Regions from separate parts of the Mus musculus genome. Here all the other regions are linked to region 5. A link is a contact called in public HiChIP or PLAC-seq, Micro-C and promoter capture Hi-C data. All regions are on one chromosome and are shown on one strand. Each heading gives the region's core, a stretch centred on a gene start, on an enhancer-like site or on the middle of the called end of the contact. The rest is flanking DNA. Distances are from core to core; before and after follow the strand shown. Region 1 has its middle 8.0 kb from the start of Gm46886. Region 2 holds the start of Ccdc171 (coiled-coil domain containing 171). Region 3 holds the start of Psip1 (PC4 and SFRS1 interacting protein 1). Region 4 holds the start of Snapc3 (small nuclear RNA activating complex, polypeptide 3). Region 5 holds the start of Zdhhc21 (zinc finger, DHHC domain containing 21).

The links. Promoter capture Hi-C pulls out the DNA fragments that hold promoters and counts their contacts. A called contact is a pair of places that touch in the nucleus more often than the background predicts. HiChIP or PLAC-seq counts read pairs in DNA pulled down with a chosen protein or histone mark.
Region 1: a contact with region 5 is called in a FOXA1 HiChIP or PLAC-seq map of pancreatic cancer cells. The contact joins the enhancer-like site here to the promoter of Zdhhc21 in region 5. A contact is called at or near these places in 3 of 39 promoter capture datasets (embryonic stem cells, hippocampal neurons and liver), 2 of 115 datasets of contacts at active chromatin or transcription factors (embryonic stem cells and pancreatic cancer cells) and 1 of 9 other capture datasets (adipose tissue).
Region 2: a promoter capture Hi-C map of pre-B cells shows a contact between it and region 5, with 2.8 times the contacts expected there. The contact joins the promoter of Ccdc171 here to the promoter of Zdhhc21 in region 5. A contact is called at or near these places in 5 of 39 promoter capture datasets (the C10 cell line, embryonic stem cells, liver and 2 more), 1 of 484 Hi-C or Micro-C datasets (the G1E-ER4 cell line), 2 of 115 datasets of contacts at active chromatin or transcription factors (embryonic stem cells and large pre-B cells) and 4 of 9 other capture datasets (adipose tissue, embryonic stem cells, liver and 1 more).
Region 3: a contact with region 5 is called in a promoter capture Hi-C map of pre-B cells. The contact joins the promoter of Psip1 here to the promoter of Zdhhc21 in region 5. A contact is called at or near these places in 4 of 39 promoter capture datasets (the C10 cell line, liver and pre-B cells) and 4 of 115 datasets of contacts at active chromatin or transcription factors (bone marrow-derived macrophages, embryonic stem cells, large pre-B cells and 1 more).
Region 4: a Micro-C map of the G1E-ER4 cell line shows a contact between it and region 5, with 2.8 times the contacts expected there. The contact joins the promoter of Snapc3 here to the promoter of Zdhhc21 in region 5. A contact is called at or near these places in 5 of 39 promoter capture datasets (the C10 cell line, the HPC-7 cell line, embryonic stem cells and 2 more), 1 of 15 datasets of contacts at CTCF or cohesin (the NIH/3T3 cell line), 3 of 484 Hi-C or Micro-C datasets (the G1E-ER4 cell line, embryonic stem cells and nephron progenitors) and 2 of 115 datasets of contacts at active chromatin or transcription factors (the 230-238 cell line and bone marrow-derived macrophages).

What each region holds. Positions count from the first base shown.
Region 1 is chr4:81,924,778-81,927,477 of GRCm38.p6, reverse strand. No RefSeq gene overlaps it. Among named protein-coding and RNA genes, the nearest start is that of Gm46886, 8.0 kb to the left of the region's middle. Within about 2 kb of position 1,402, at least 69 of the 459 cell types and tissues checked have an H3K27ac peak or open chromatin away from gene starts, as enhancers often do. A contact at or near this core is called in hippocampal neurons and pancreatic cancer cells, where this site is marked.
Region 2 is chr4:83,524,186-83,526,885 of GRCm38.p6, reverse strand. Ccdc171 (coiled-coil domain containing 171) reads right to left here and starts at 1,341. Exons shown (of 26, transcript NM_001355378.1): 1 at 1,116-1,341.
Region 3 is chr4:83,485,021-83,487,720 of GRCm38.p6, reverse strand. It overlaps Psip1 (PC4 and SFRS1 interacting protein 1), which reads left to right and starts at 1,258. Exons shown (of 16, transcript NM_133948.6): 1 at 1,258-1,446; 2 at 1,793-2,004. The coding sequence starts at 1,933.
Region 4 is chr4:83,416,397-83,419,096 of GRCm38.p6, reverse strand. Snapc3 (small nuclear RNA activating complex, polypeptide 3) reads right to left here and starts at 1,373. Exons shown (of 9, transcript NM_029949.4): 1 at 1,043-1,373; 2 at 314-391. The coding sequence starts at 1,344.
Region 5 is chr4:82,858,361-82,861,060 of GRCm38.p6, reverse strand. Zdhhc21 (zinc finger, DHHC domain containing 21) reads left to right here and starts at 1,388. Exons shown (of 9, transcript NM_026647.4): 1 at 1,388-1,571.

The DNA of each region.
Region 1 (2,700 bases), core at 153-2,652, 930 kb after region 5:
GAGTCGTAGCCCCTCAGTTTCACTTCCAGAAGGTCAGGACTGGTGAAGCACCAGCCTGTGAGTGCTTTCTCACAGGTTCTTGAGTTGCCTGGAGCAGGGATATCTTGTCTGCCTTACTTACCCATTAACTCCAGACCTTAGAAGAACATAAGGCTCATAGGAGCAAGCAGAGTGAGTCGAACAAGCTGGCCAAGAACTCATGGAACAGAAGTATTTCATAGGTTAACCATGCATTGCTTAATTCAGAGTGCAAAGCCTCCTGATAGCTTTCCCTTTTTGAATAACAGCAAGTTTAGGCTTTCAAGGCCTCCTGCCCTATAAGGAAACGTACAATTATTACAGTTCTACATGAATGGCTTAATTTCCCAGTGAAAGGACAAGCTTTTCTTTCATCTCATTCATCCAGTTAGACAAGATCGTCCCCACTGCTGTCCTAAGGATATTTCAAAACCACAGGTATGCATGTGGTTTTCAGAGCCTGAAAGCATAAAGCCACATGCACTTTTTAAAAAAAGTATGACTATTTTCATTTCTATTGTTAAAAGTAGAAACTATTCATGTGTTTCCCCTCGGGACAGTCGTGCATGACAGAGGTATGTACACTGCACATTCTTTCCTTGTCTCTTATGCTGGCACCTATGCTACTTGGGCTCACACACAGTTCTTTGTTCACACAGCAAAAGGCTCACTCTGTCTGAAGGCACAAAGCATTGGCATTTGCAGGCTATGGCTTATGTTTACACACGCACGTCTTAATGTGGGTTCTCTGGGACTCTCAGGTCATGCATGCTCAGCGGATCTATGACCTGTGACCTCTCTGTAGCTAATATTTGTTTTGTAGATATTCATACATTATGTCTTTATATATATAAACCCTATGCTAGAATCAAAAGCCGATGATTGTACTTGAGACGTAGAACTTGAAATGAGTCTTGCCTTTCTCTTCCTTTTCAGTGTGCTTTGACTCTTGTTAGCTCATTCCAAATACTGCTGACTCCGGTGCATCTCAGTCCTAAGGGAAGAAGTGGAAATGCAGTGGATGGATAGCGGAGTAGACCACACTCTGCTCTCCTCTCTCTCAGAGCCCTTTTCAAGATAAGAAGTGCATAGTTTTATAATGGAGAAGAGTGGTTGATTCATCCTAAAGCTATTCAAGGTACATAACAGTCCTTTATATAGAAGTCTGCTGAGTTCAAATGCACCTCTCCCTGGGCAGCATATTAAATAACAGTGTCTAGCTTAGCAATGCCAGGCTCTTTTTTTTCTTCTTCTTCAAAATGAAGTGTATTCCCATGTGTAAAGCATAAAGTCTGTGTGTCTGCTGTACGAAGGAACGTGTGTACTCACAGCTGTAGTCACACACCCTTTGCAGAAAGCACTGTTAATGAGGACTTCCTGTTCTCGTGTTTTTAGGTGACTAAGGAACCTGAGGGTGTTTAGCCTGATGAGTGATGTTCTTGACTGCAGTCTGTGCCCGCCCGGCTCCAGAGTTTATCTGCTTTCTGTTTGTTTTCTGTGCTCCTATTAGGTTGTTGTTAGTTACATTCTGATGTTTGTAGTTTGGGGAAATCTGTATCTTTGTTATTTATGTTATCAATAATGTGACCTGGGCCTTCCTCAGCAATGTTCCAACTGTTCCCAGGTCCTCAATCACTAATTATGCAGATGAACAGATTGTGGAAACTCTTTCCTTATGGCTGCATTCTGGAGGACTTGTTTTTATTAAATTGTGGATGTCTTGAATTATAATTAGGTACTGGCCCATATTTATAGCCTCTCTCTCTCTCTCTTTCTCCATCTCCTTCTCTTTCTCCCCATTCCCCCTTCATCTCTCCCTCTCCCCTCTCTTCATCTCTCCTCTTCACTATCTTCATTATCTCTTTCTCCCCTTCATGCCCTCTTCCTTCTTTTTATTGCTATGTGCAGGAAACTTCATAAAAAGAGACAGAGAGTGAGCGAAGAAGCCTCCAGTCATTGGCTGCAGAAGTAAGTTTGCCTAGTAGCAGATGTGGCAGGGCAGCGTGCTGGATCCAGGAGGTTCTGTTGCTTGCAAAAAGTCATTAGGATGGGGAGCAGCCTGCCAGACAAAGCAGTAGAAGTTGGAGAGCTTAACAAGTTCAAGGGCAAGAAAGGGATTCATCCACTGCCTTATAAAACAGCCCGTTCCTCTGAAGTCTCTGAATGGGGTTCATTAAACAACAGTTGGAGAACACACAAGAGAAAATATAGGAGATACAGGGACCCCATAGTTTACTGAAGCTAGCCAAATCTTTGTATATCTTATGTGCTTATTTTATGAAGTGTACTGATTTTGTTATTTGAAGTGTATTAAGCATTTAAGTGTGTCCAGTACTCTAAGGAGTATAGGAAACTTGTTCTTCTTGATGCTTCCAGGAGCACATGACCTTAAAGGACTTCGATGGCTTTTGCATGACTCAGAAATAAGCACTGTAAGTGAACTGTGGTTTCATTAAAAACATACATACACACATGCACACATGCTGAATGATGTGAGAAAGGACTGGGTATAGAGTTTGCAATAGAGGAGAAAGGGCGTTACATCCTATAAAACATACAAACAAAGCAAACAGAAAAAAATTCTCATTGATGTTTTAATAACTTATTTCTAGTTTTCAGCTGGTAGCTTTGATAGATAAGATTTCCTTTCTACTTTCTGGTTTTAGATATTCAATAAAATAA
Region 2 (2,700 bases), core at 92-2,591, 670 kb before region 5:
CTTTTTTTTTTTTTTTTTTTTTGTCTATGCAGCTTTGCATTCATTAGTCGTGACACCTGTGTGGGACTATCAGCAGTTACACGGTTCATTTGGCAAGGGGGCACTTCAGAGCTGAGTGCAGCTCAAATAGCAGAACACTTTTGTGCCCATGATTCTTGTTCAGTCTCAACCACCTTTCATCCCATCTCTGAAAAAAGAAGAGAGGTGAAGGAGATGTGTGATTCTGTCCATAAAACACGCCTAAGACAAAGAAACTCAAACAAACAAAAAGTAAACGGAGCCTGAAAGACTAAGCCCACTCTGCTTATTTGACATAAAGAACCTAAGGTCCAGGCGACAGGTGATTTGCCTGTCACAGCTAATAAATGGCTGAGCCAGGATTTACACACAAGCTCCAAGCTAAAACAGCCGCCTTCACTTTCCCTAGAATCCCGCTGCACTGCCTGCATTCCTCTGCCTTTAACTGGAAAGGATTGCATTTCCGGCTCTATCACAGTTTGGTCGTTACTAAGCACTGATAAATACAAATAACAAAACGGTAGTTTCATTTCTCCAATACTAGGAAAAGTATAAAACATCAACGTGCAAAATCTTAGAAGCTGTTTGATATCGTCTCTAAGTTATGTATTTGATTAATATGAATATCGTAAATGATTAAAAAGTCAAAGGGGGGGGGGTGTGTGCTTGTACGCAAAATTCAGCTTTAAACTCACAGCTGACTTTTCTAAGTCCCAAGGTGGGTGGTAGGCAGAAGTTGCATAACTCATTGTTTTGCTTATCAAACGTTTGTAGGGTGCCTAAAGTGTGGTAGGCATTTAAATAAAATGAAGGTAAAACACGAAAAAAAAAAAAGTGATCCTTGGGTACTGATCCCAAAGAGCTCCGAGGACTCTAGTCCCCACCGGTCCTCGGAGTACAGCGAAGATGCTCGGCTTCCTCAAGGTGGGCGGAGAGCCCTGGCCATTGAGCTGGAGGCTGGAGGCTGGAGGCTGAGCTGGAGGCGTGTCAGCACCAGCTAGCAGCCCTCAGCCGGGTCCTCTCTGCAAGCCCAGTCTCCTCTCAGCACCTCCCGGTCCCGGGCGCCAGTCACCATTGCACCCACAGCCCGCAGTTACCTCGGACTCGCGTGGTCCAGCCTGCACACCCACGACCCCCAGGCAGCTTCAGGTCTCGGGGTGAGTGGGAGGTCAGGCAACTCTCAGGAGAAAGAGTGACAACTGGGGAAAGCCGATGGACTCTAGGGCCAGGATGGAGAAAGTCTACGAGGTGAAGTTTACAACGGCCACTTCCGGGGGCCCGGAACACGCGACGAGGCTCTGGGCAGCCGCGACTTTCTCCGCCTCCCTGGCCCCGCCCCGGCAGGCCCGCCCCTCGCCTCCGCGTCCCCAGCGTCCCGCCCGCCGCCCGAGCCCCAGCTCCAGGATACGCGCGTACTCAGAGAACGCGGGCTCGCGCTGGAAGAGAAGCGCCGGCCCGCAACCGCGCGCGCTCCCGCGGCAGGCGGGGTATATTGCGCATGCGCCAGGGGTGGGGTACGCGTGCGCAAAGCACACGGGTGGCTCGGGGCCGCGTTCCACCCCATGCGCGCTCCAGCGCCGGCATGCTGTGCCTTCTCCTTGTTTCAGAACTCCCGCAACCGAGTGGCGTGCACATTTCCAGCCTCGGAAAAGGGCAGCAGCCTGTTCCTGCTCTGTAAACGTCTTCTTAGCTGGCTCTCGGCCCGAGAAACCCGCTAGGACCGCGGCCGATGCCAGGGTCCCCAGGGAGAGTGCCTGGGCTTCGGCACAGGTGGCAGACTCTCAGCGCCCTCCTCCTGCAGTCTCCTCCTCCCATCGATTTCTTTTGTATTTTGGCTTGGGTGGATAGAATGTAGGTCGGTGCTCTGATGCTGCTGAGCGTCTTTGATTACAAATAATGCAGAACCGGATTCATTGGCAAATAAGGCCTTGGAGCCTCGCCTTGAGCTCCATCTCTGCTAGATTTCAGCCCCTCCCCCTCCTCGCCCACAATTTATAAAGAGCTTTGGTTCGCCCTGTAGCCGCTTCAGAGGATTGGAAAAGCAAATCCTCTTTTGTTCCTTGGCTTTTGAAAGCCTATTCCCTAAAGAACAATGCGAAATGGCAGGATTTTGATGAAAGGTTTTTATCCCTGCCGCCACTACCTTCTTTCCACAAGTGTTCATACAAAATGAGCCTTTTATGCTAAACTTGTCCGGGGTTGGTTGTAATCAGCCTGAACCAGGTGTTGGGGTTCTCGCCTGCTCTCGCTCTGGAAAGTTAACAGTCCTAAGAGCAAATAGATTAAAACTTTGGTTCTTGCACTGCTGAGAAACTTTAATTGGTTTGAGGTCAGTTGTTTGGTTTTTAAAAGGTTTTCCTTGCTTCTTAAGGCTTTAGCCAGAAGAGATAACTGCTTCGAAAACAAACTGAAGGAAACAAAAGTAGCCCTCTCTACTTAGGAATCAAATGGAGAATTACAATAAATAAGATTACATTCACCACCACCATGGGTTTCTCTGTGTGGCCTGACAGTCCTGGAAGATGAGAGTTTTTTTTTAAATTGTATACGGCTTAGTTTTGTTATTTGAAAGATTTTTGTTTGGAGGGAAGTGATTTTGTTGTTGTTTTGCTTTCTTGGTTTTGTCTGGGTGGGGTTTTTTAATTCCCTATGTAGCCCAATCAGGCCCCAAATTCTGGATCC
Region 3 (2,700 bases), core at 9-2,508, 630 kb before region 5:
TTCCTGAGTCTCAGCTGTGAGTCTTTATTTAAAGCAGTATTATTGCTTACACATTTTAATATTCTTAATATCTTTAATATTTTTAGCCTGTTTGATATAGGAAATACCTAATCTTGTTCCTAGCTGTATATTCAACACCAAACAGTGCTCTATTCTAAACAGGATTTTGGAGAGATTCAATGAAGGATGAAACAAAAGACTTATTTTTTCTTAATACTTTAATGTCTTCTAATTTGCCACATCCTTACTTATTGGGAACCTGGATGTTAATGGATAAATAATATTAGTTCTGCTAGAGTAAAGATCGTAAAAGTCAACCCATTTCAGAAGGTGTATTACAAAATATTAAAAGCATCCACTGGCTAAAGGATCAAAAATAAGTTCACCTTTAAATACCCTTTAAGAGAATTTTAAATGATGAAATATTTAGGTGTTAGTAACTCTTCTCTCCTGTATCACCTACCACCATATATATCACTTTTCTAGGGAAATAGAATTTTAAGTGCAGGGCTAAAATTTAGATTGGGCCCAAATCCACATCCTAACTAACAAGCTAACTACGCTTTCTCTGTCATTGTTTTATATCCTTGACGTTTTGCATTCAATGGGATTGTGTTTTCGTTAACGGTTCTCCGCGGTTGAAATATCAGGGAAATGAAATAGGGCTTTCTCATGTTTCAGTCCCAAGAAAAGGAGACTGCAAAGCCCATTCTGCGAGGTGTAAGAGGCCTACAAGGTGCACACCCTGCAACTGCTTCATATTCCAATTTCATCTCTGGGATTTTGCACAGCTCTTCATTTTGGGGATGATGTAAACTGCGCAGGAGCACTACAGTACTCGCACCAAGGAGAAGGATGCGAGAACAAGCACCTTGGGCTGCCACATTCTCTTAAACATGCAGCCGTGGGCTACAGGCCCGGATACCCGCCCCCAAACCGGGTCCACAACAATCGTTTCCTCCCTCCCCGTCTTTTACATACAGTACACATACAAATACACACACGCAGAGCAGCCAGCAGGGGCGGGCCGGGCGCGACCACTGTGCCAGCCGTGGGGGGGGTGGAGGAGAGGGACAGCTCCCGCGTGCCTCTCTCCGGGCCTCCCCTCTCCCTCCCCTCCCACGGCATCTGCTTGCAATTGGTCGCAACCAGGGGCACCTGTGGGCTCTAGGGGACTCAGGCCCTCAGCTCCCGAGCCACGACGCTCGGCGGCTGTAGCGCCACCCGTGCCTGCGCGAGCACTTGGTACGGCCCAGCGCTAGCGGGCGCCGAGCGGGAGCCGCGCGGGAGCGGCGTAGCGACATCGGCGGCGGTGGCGGTGGCGGTGGCGGTTGCAGCTCGGAGCCGTTGAGACGCCTCTGCGGCAGCTGGTGGCGCAGGTGGCCGGCGTGGACGTGGGCAGGAGCGGCCAGCGCGCCCCGCAGCCCCAGCGCCGCCGCCCGGCAGGTGAGAGCCGCCCCGCCCCCGCTCGGCGCGGATGGGAAGCGGGCGGCCGCGCTCGCAGCCTCCCTCCTCTCCCCGCCGCGCCCCTCCCTCGTGGGCTGCGGCCCGTGGGAAAAGCCCTGGGAGCGCCGGGGTGGGAGGCCGGCGGCCGGGTGGCGGGCAGCATCCCTGCCTCAGGTGGCCGCGACCGCAGGCCCCGGCGCTGCTCGGGGCCGAGGCCGCGCTCTGTCCGAGGAGGCGCGCAGGCGGCTCCCCCTCCCCCTCCGCCGCCTCCCCTCCCCCTGCCCTCCTCCCCGCGGCCCCTCCCTGGGGTTTGCGCTTTAACCGCCCTCCCTGCTGTCCCTCGCAGGCGCGTCGGGACACCCCGAGGCATCCTCCCCCGCCCGCGGGCCCGCCAGTCCCAGCTCGCGTCTGTGCTCTCGCATCTCCTGATCGCGGCTGCGCTGCTCCCCCTTCTGGTCTTGGGACTCCCGGCGTCGCCCCTCAAACATGACTCGCGATTTCAAACCTGGAGACCTCATCTTCGCCAAGATGAAAGGTTATCCTCATTGGCCAGCTCGAGTAAGTGATTTGTAGCCCCGGTGTAGCGGTGCGGCCTGCCTCCCATCGTTTCTTCTCGGCTTCCTTTCAGTCCTTCCTCTCCTTTTCTCTTTACCGTTACTTGGAACCTTTCATTTTAGCTTTCTTTCTTTTTTTTTTTTTCTGTATACTCACGTACAATTGTAAAATTCTAGGTTTTCCTTCATATCCGCGGCGGTTTCCCTTTTTGAGTCTCTGACAGGTGTTCTATATAGCAGTTTTTGGGGATGACATTCAATTAACGTTTCATTGAGGCGAAATCATCAAGTAGGATTTTTGTGAGTTGAAATCATGACATTTCCTTAAAATTTGGAATTTTGAACAAAATACAAAGCGTCAACGAAAAATGCAGACTCCAAGCCCTTGCATGTCAGCTGTGGTTTAGGTTGCTTCGTACCGATTTGCAGTTGGCGGCTCATTTGGATCTTTAGATTCACAGTCTTTGGCTTTATGACCTTGAAGATGTTGTTTTCCATTTTTTGTTCTCCATAGCCAAAGGGAGAAGTAGACCGGACACTGGATTAACCTAACTGGAGAAGTCCTAAGGGCTCAAGATGTTACATTAAACAGCCGAGCTCCATTTTCAGGAAAAAAAAAATAGGTTTTTTTTGTTAGTTTATAATGGTGTCAAGGTTCAGAATACTATAGATAAGACTTAAAGAAGGTTATTAGATAAAC
Region 4 (2,700 bases), core at 124-2,623, 560 kb before region 5:
CCAAAGAAAGGATGTCCAAATGTTTAAAACAACAACAACCACCACCACAACAACAACCAGTCATCAATTATCATTGAACTCACTAGGTAGCTAAGGCTAACCTCTAACTTACATCAGTTTTGACTCAGCCTCCCGAGGGCTGGGATTACAGCCAAAAGCCAGGACACCAAACTAATGGTTGAATTTTAAGTGGTGGAGTAAAACATTCAGAGTGTTCAGATAAACAGCAGAAAGACTAACTGTAGTTTAGTGGTAGGTCGTGTTTCATCTCCAGCACCAAAACAAATAGCATATAACAAAACAAAACTCATACCATAAAGTCACTAGGTCAGTGTTCTCTGGGATGACTTCCGGGTCTTCATCTTCCCCGAGGCATCTCAGTTTATCAAGGCTTAGAGAAAGGGAGGTTGGGAAAGGGAGAAAGGAAAAGCAACGATTTATGATCAGCCATGCATTTTTCAACAGCGGGTCAGAGCTTGTCCTAAATACATCATTGAATAATTAAGTCTTATGAAATCCAGCAGGCAGCTCAAAAGAGGCCAGAATTCAAGACAATGGTTTTTGTGCCAGTGTTATACCGAAAAGGGTGTATGTTCATTTGAGGACAGCCAGTACTGTCAAAAGGAGAAGGACCGCTACAAGTTAGTTTTTGTATTTCTATTTCCAGGTAAGAAACTTTTAGGGAAATTTTAGTAATAACATTTTCATGAGGACCGCTAGAAACCACGGTTAATAAAGGTTTCAACCCGGCTCTGTTTAAGTCTCCTCCATCCTCAGGTACTTCCATTGTCCAAATATCAATGACAGATATATACCGCTGTTACTTCAACAAGCACTTTAAAGATCAAGAATAGAAGTCTTTCGTGCATTTGTAGTGTCCCGTTACTGGATCCACCCCTCAGGAAAGTGCTTTTGGACCCAAGGATCTCTTCCGGCCTTCCGGAAAGGGTTTAGGGGGACGAAGGTTAAGGGTCTCCGAGAAGCGCAGGGACGAGGCTGAGCCCTGCGGGATCCACGCAAAACCCCGAAGCCGCACACTCACCCGCACACGACCCTCAGCTCTGCTGCTGCCTCCAGACTGCAGCCCAGATCGCTGGCTACTGCAGCATCCTCAAAGCCGTCGTTGGATGCCCCTCCGTCGGTCGGCTGCTCGGCTGCCTGCGGTTCGCTCAGCGACAAATCCTGGGCCCCTAGCCGGCCACGCCATAGCTCCCCAAAGGAGCCCACATGGAACACGCGCGTGTGCAACTCGGGAAGCTCGTATTCCGGAAAGCTGCTGTGGCTCGCACTGGGGACTGGGTGCTGTGGGCCACCCGCACCGCCGCCCTGCAGGTCCTCCGCCATGTCAGCCACGATCCCTTCCGGCAAAAGCTGGCGAGAGGGCGTCGCGGGGCGTGACGGGATTTGTAGTTTTGCAGAGCTCCGGGGTGGCGGGCGGTTGCGCGAGCTGTGCTTCAGAAACTACATTTCCCAGCAGGCTGGCTACCGCCTGGGCGCGGCTCGGTCGCTGTGGGCCGGGCTGGATGCATTGTTCTCTGGACTTGTCCGAGGGCTGTGCGGCTCGCTGTGTTCCGAGCTGATCTGGTATTGGGACCCACAATTACCTAAAGACTCAATCATTGGGTCCCCATCTCATAGTTTTCTCAAATCTGGTTCGTAGGGGCGGGACTTTTGTCCACTGGTTTTGCGAGCTGCTCTGCGGTTCCTCCTATCCTAGAGAGAATCCTGAAGGACAAGGGGCACTGAGACTGGTTCGTCCAGAATCTTCTGAAAGGCACGGTGTGTGTTTGTATGCGTGCCTTTGTATACCTACCTGCACGATAGAGCTTATCGAACGTCGGCTATGCAACACACAAATTCATTCTTAGCCATATGTATATATTTTGAAAAGTCACCACTTTTCCGGGGAGAGAGCCGAATGTGATTGTTAAAGGAGTAAACCGGTAAACTAGGAAATGGAAGTAGCTTGAAACCCAGTGAGCCTAGATGTTTCTGAAGCTTGGCCATCGCTCAGCTGTTCCAAATATCATAGCAGGGTGTGCTGAACAATCCCTGGCTTGTATGATTGTCCTGTGACACATGTTGTATAATTCAGCCATTGGAACTATTCCTTTAGTGGCTTTTAGTATATTCACAATGGGGCAACCATTAGTTTAAGAACATTTTCACCACTCGTGAAAAGGTTGCTTTTAGTTATGACTCCCAATCCTTCCAACTTTAGCCAACACTTTTCAGGCTTTACGTCTGTAAAGGTTTGCTATCTGGGCTTTTTGAAATAGGATATCACTACGTAGAACAGTCTAGCCTTGAATTCACAGCCGCTTCTGCCTCCTGAGTCCTGGGATTAAAGGTATGTCCCACCACACCCAGTTTATTTTCTACATGTAATATAAATGTAATCATATATGACCTTTACAATAGGTTTCTATAATATTGTACAATATTTTTACTTTGCAGCAAATTTCAGTACTTCATCCCCCCCCCCTTTTTGGTTGAATTTAATTGTATTGCATGGATATTATATATTTTATTTATTGAAACTCATTGGATGGACTGGGCTGCAGCTCAACTGATAAAATACTTGGCTCACATGCATGAAGTCCTGGGATCAATAATCCCAGCACTTGCAAGGGAGAGGCAGGAGGACCAGAAGTTCAAGGTCATAATCACCTTCAGAGGGAGTTTGAAGCAAGCCTGGGA
Region 5 (2,700 bases), core at 139-2,638:
TAAGAACTAAGAACAGTTTAAAAATAAAGGAAAGTCATGATTTACTTATTTCTCTTATCTTAAAGAACGCCCCTTTTGTAAAGAAGATTGTCAGGTGGTTTTATGAGGCTTCTGTTTAGATTTAGAGTTGAGAGAGTACTGCTAACAGGGTTAAAGTCAAGGCTGCAATCACCCTGGCCCTGAGTAGCTGCCACAGTGACTGTGACACTGTTGTTTGAGATGTAGAGGGAAGAATGAGCACTATCTTGGAGACAGCCTTGGCTTTAGTGGTTGTGTTGATGTTTCTTGACACACAGCCAGGAGGAAAGCTAGGTCTCCGCGTGAGAGGCCTCCCCCTTTCCCACACTCCCTTGTTTTCTTTGTCTTCCTATCCTGCCCCTATCAGTGGGGAAGTAGAAGATTTTTTTTTTTTAAGGGGAATGAAATTAAGGGGATTTGTCAGGAAATGGAACAAGCTAGTTGAAGGTAACTTTAGAGTTAGTACAGCTGTCGTCCCAGGACCTGAGTAACAGGTACCACCGGGAACAGTTTGTTCTGGAAGGCTCTCAATACCATTCAACAAGAAGTACAGACTTCCTACAGCAGGGAATTCCTCTCCCATCCACACATGATCTTCTTCTGGGACATGTAGGCATAACCAGCTATCTCCATACAGTATAAACTTTTCCACGGCACTATTTAGGAGTGACGTGCAAAAAGCTATATTATTATATTATATATAATATAACATATTATATTATATTATTATATTTATATTATATTATTGTATCTCAGGCGTTTGTGAGGATAACAGCTTAGATTGGGAGATGGGTTATTTGAGCTGTTGCGTTCATTAATTTTTTTTCCTAGGTGTCACTGATTGGAGCGCTGACAATTTATAGAGATTATCTGAAATGCATTTAAAAATGATTTGAATGCGGATTTAGGTTGCCAACAAGAATTGGAAAAACCTCCAATGGCTGGGGTATCCCAAAAGAGGGTCTGAAGGCCCTAAAGATGAACACTGCTGCTTTGGGGTGCACTGATAGGTGTCACCTCCAGATCCTGAATTAAAATTCAGGTACGGAATGAGCAGGCCTGAGACTGCATTCTCTCCAGAATCCCAGAAGATGTCAATGTTGCAGACTAAATTTTGAAGCAAGGTAACATTGGAAAATCCATAGCTGTCACTGGGGAGAGAGGCCTGTTCCCCGACAGAAGGAGGAAGCGAGCACTGCTTAAGGCTGAGGCTGGTCCTAGGCAGGGAGGGTGTGGGGACACGCGTGTGCGGCCGCCTGGGCAGGGCCGGGATGCAGGGCGGGGAGGCACAGGTAGGTTAGACGAAGGTAGGCCGGGCGCAGCGCTGGGCTGCGAGCGCTTTCAGGTCTTTCGGCCCTCGGCGGCTCCCATCGCAGCTCCGGGGCGCGAAGCGGAGAGGGCGACGGCGGCCGTGCCTCCGCGCGGGCGCGCGGGCATGCCGACACCCACTCGGCCGGTCCCGGCGCCTCGGCTCCCGGAAGCGGAAGGGGACTGCGGCCCGGCCTGGGCGGCGGAGGCGCGGAGCCGAGTGGAAAGCGGCGGAGCGGGCGGCGGTGAGTGTGGGCCGGCGGGCGGTCCCGCACCTGCCATGCAGCATCCCTCCCGGAGACCGCGGCCCTGAATGGGCTGGGGTGGGGAGAGAAATCCGCCGAGTTCTCCCCGGGACTCTGGCGTCCCTGCACCCCCGGGGCCCGGGCTGTCGGCGTGACCGAGCGTTTCATTCATTTCGAGGTCGCTGGTGCGGAGCTGCAGAGGACCCTCTGGGAGAAAACCGTGCACCTCCATTGACCTTCTCCCTCCTCTCCCTCGGCCGGCCGCACCGGCTGTTTTGAGAAAATGGCTTTCCGCATGGCAGCACTTTGCACTTGTTACCATTCCCTGTAATCACTCGCTGAACGTAACCTGCGCTGGTCGTTTAAAATTTATGGTCTTTTCTCGAGATGTATTTGGGTCACATTTTAAGATACCGTATGAGTCAGTGGAAGATGTTTGTATCTCCAGGGCTAAGAGGACCTGGCCGGTCATTACTTGAAAATACTGCAATATAGCAGTTCATAAAAGTACAGGAGGGGCTGGGTAAAAATCAAGGTCATTGTGGGTGGGTCATAAATCAGTGTAAAGTTTCAGCCCAAAATAAGGGCAAATAAGGGTAATTAAGTGTAAGTTTAAAAGACTTGTCCAATGGGTCCTCCACCCACTGCTAATATGCATACCCCTCACCCTCCCCCCCCCGACCCCAAATTCACTCCCTACTTTGTGGTAAAAGATAATGATAGCCGTTACCATTTGATGACTGCTTAGTGTGTGCCATTCCTAGATGAAAGGGTTTGGTGCAGTATCTCATTAAGTTCTTCCAGAGCTTGAGATCCACGGATAAAGTTCAGAGGGTACCCTGTTGCCACCTTAGTTGTGCCCTCTCAGTAGTAAGGCTTTTGAAGAGGAGAAGTGGTATGAAATCATTTGGGGGAAAAAAAAAAAACCAGATACAGTTTGGAGTTGAAGACAGAAAAGCCAGATTCGCTTTTGGTTTCTGTACTATCCAGCTATGGGGTCATGGGTAGGCCAGGGATCCAGTGTTATTTTCTCATCTATACAACTAGGTAGCCAGGCTACGTTTTTCTAAGCGGTGATCTTTCAAGCTTTCTCATGTCTGTCTGGGAAATGTCTGCTTTTAACTTAACA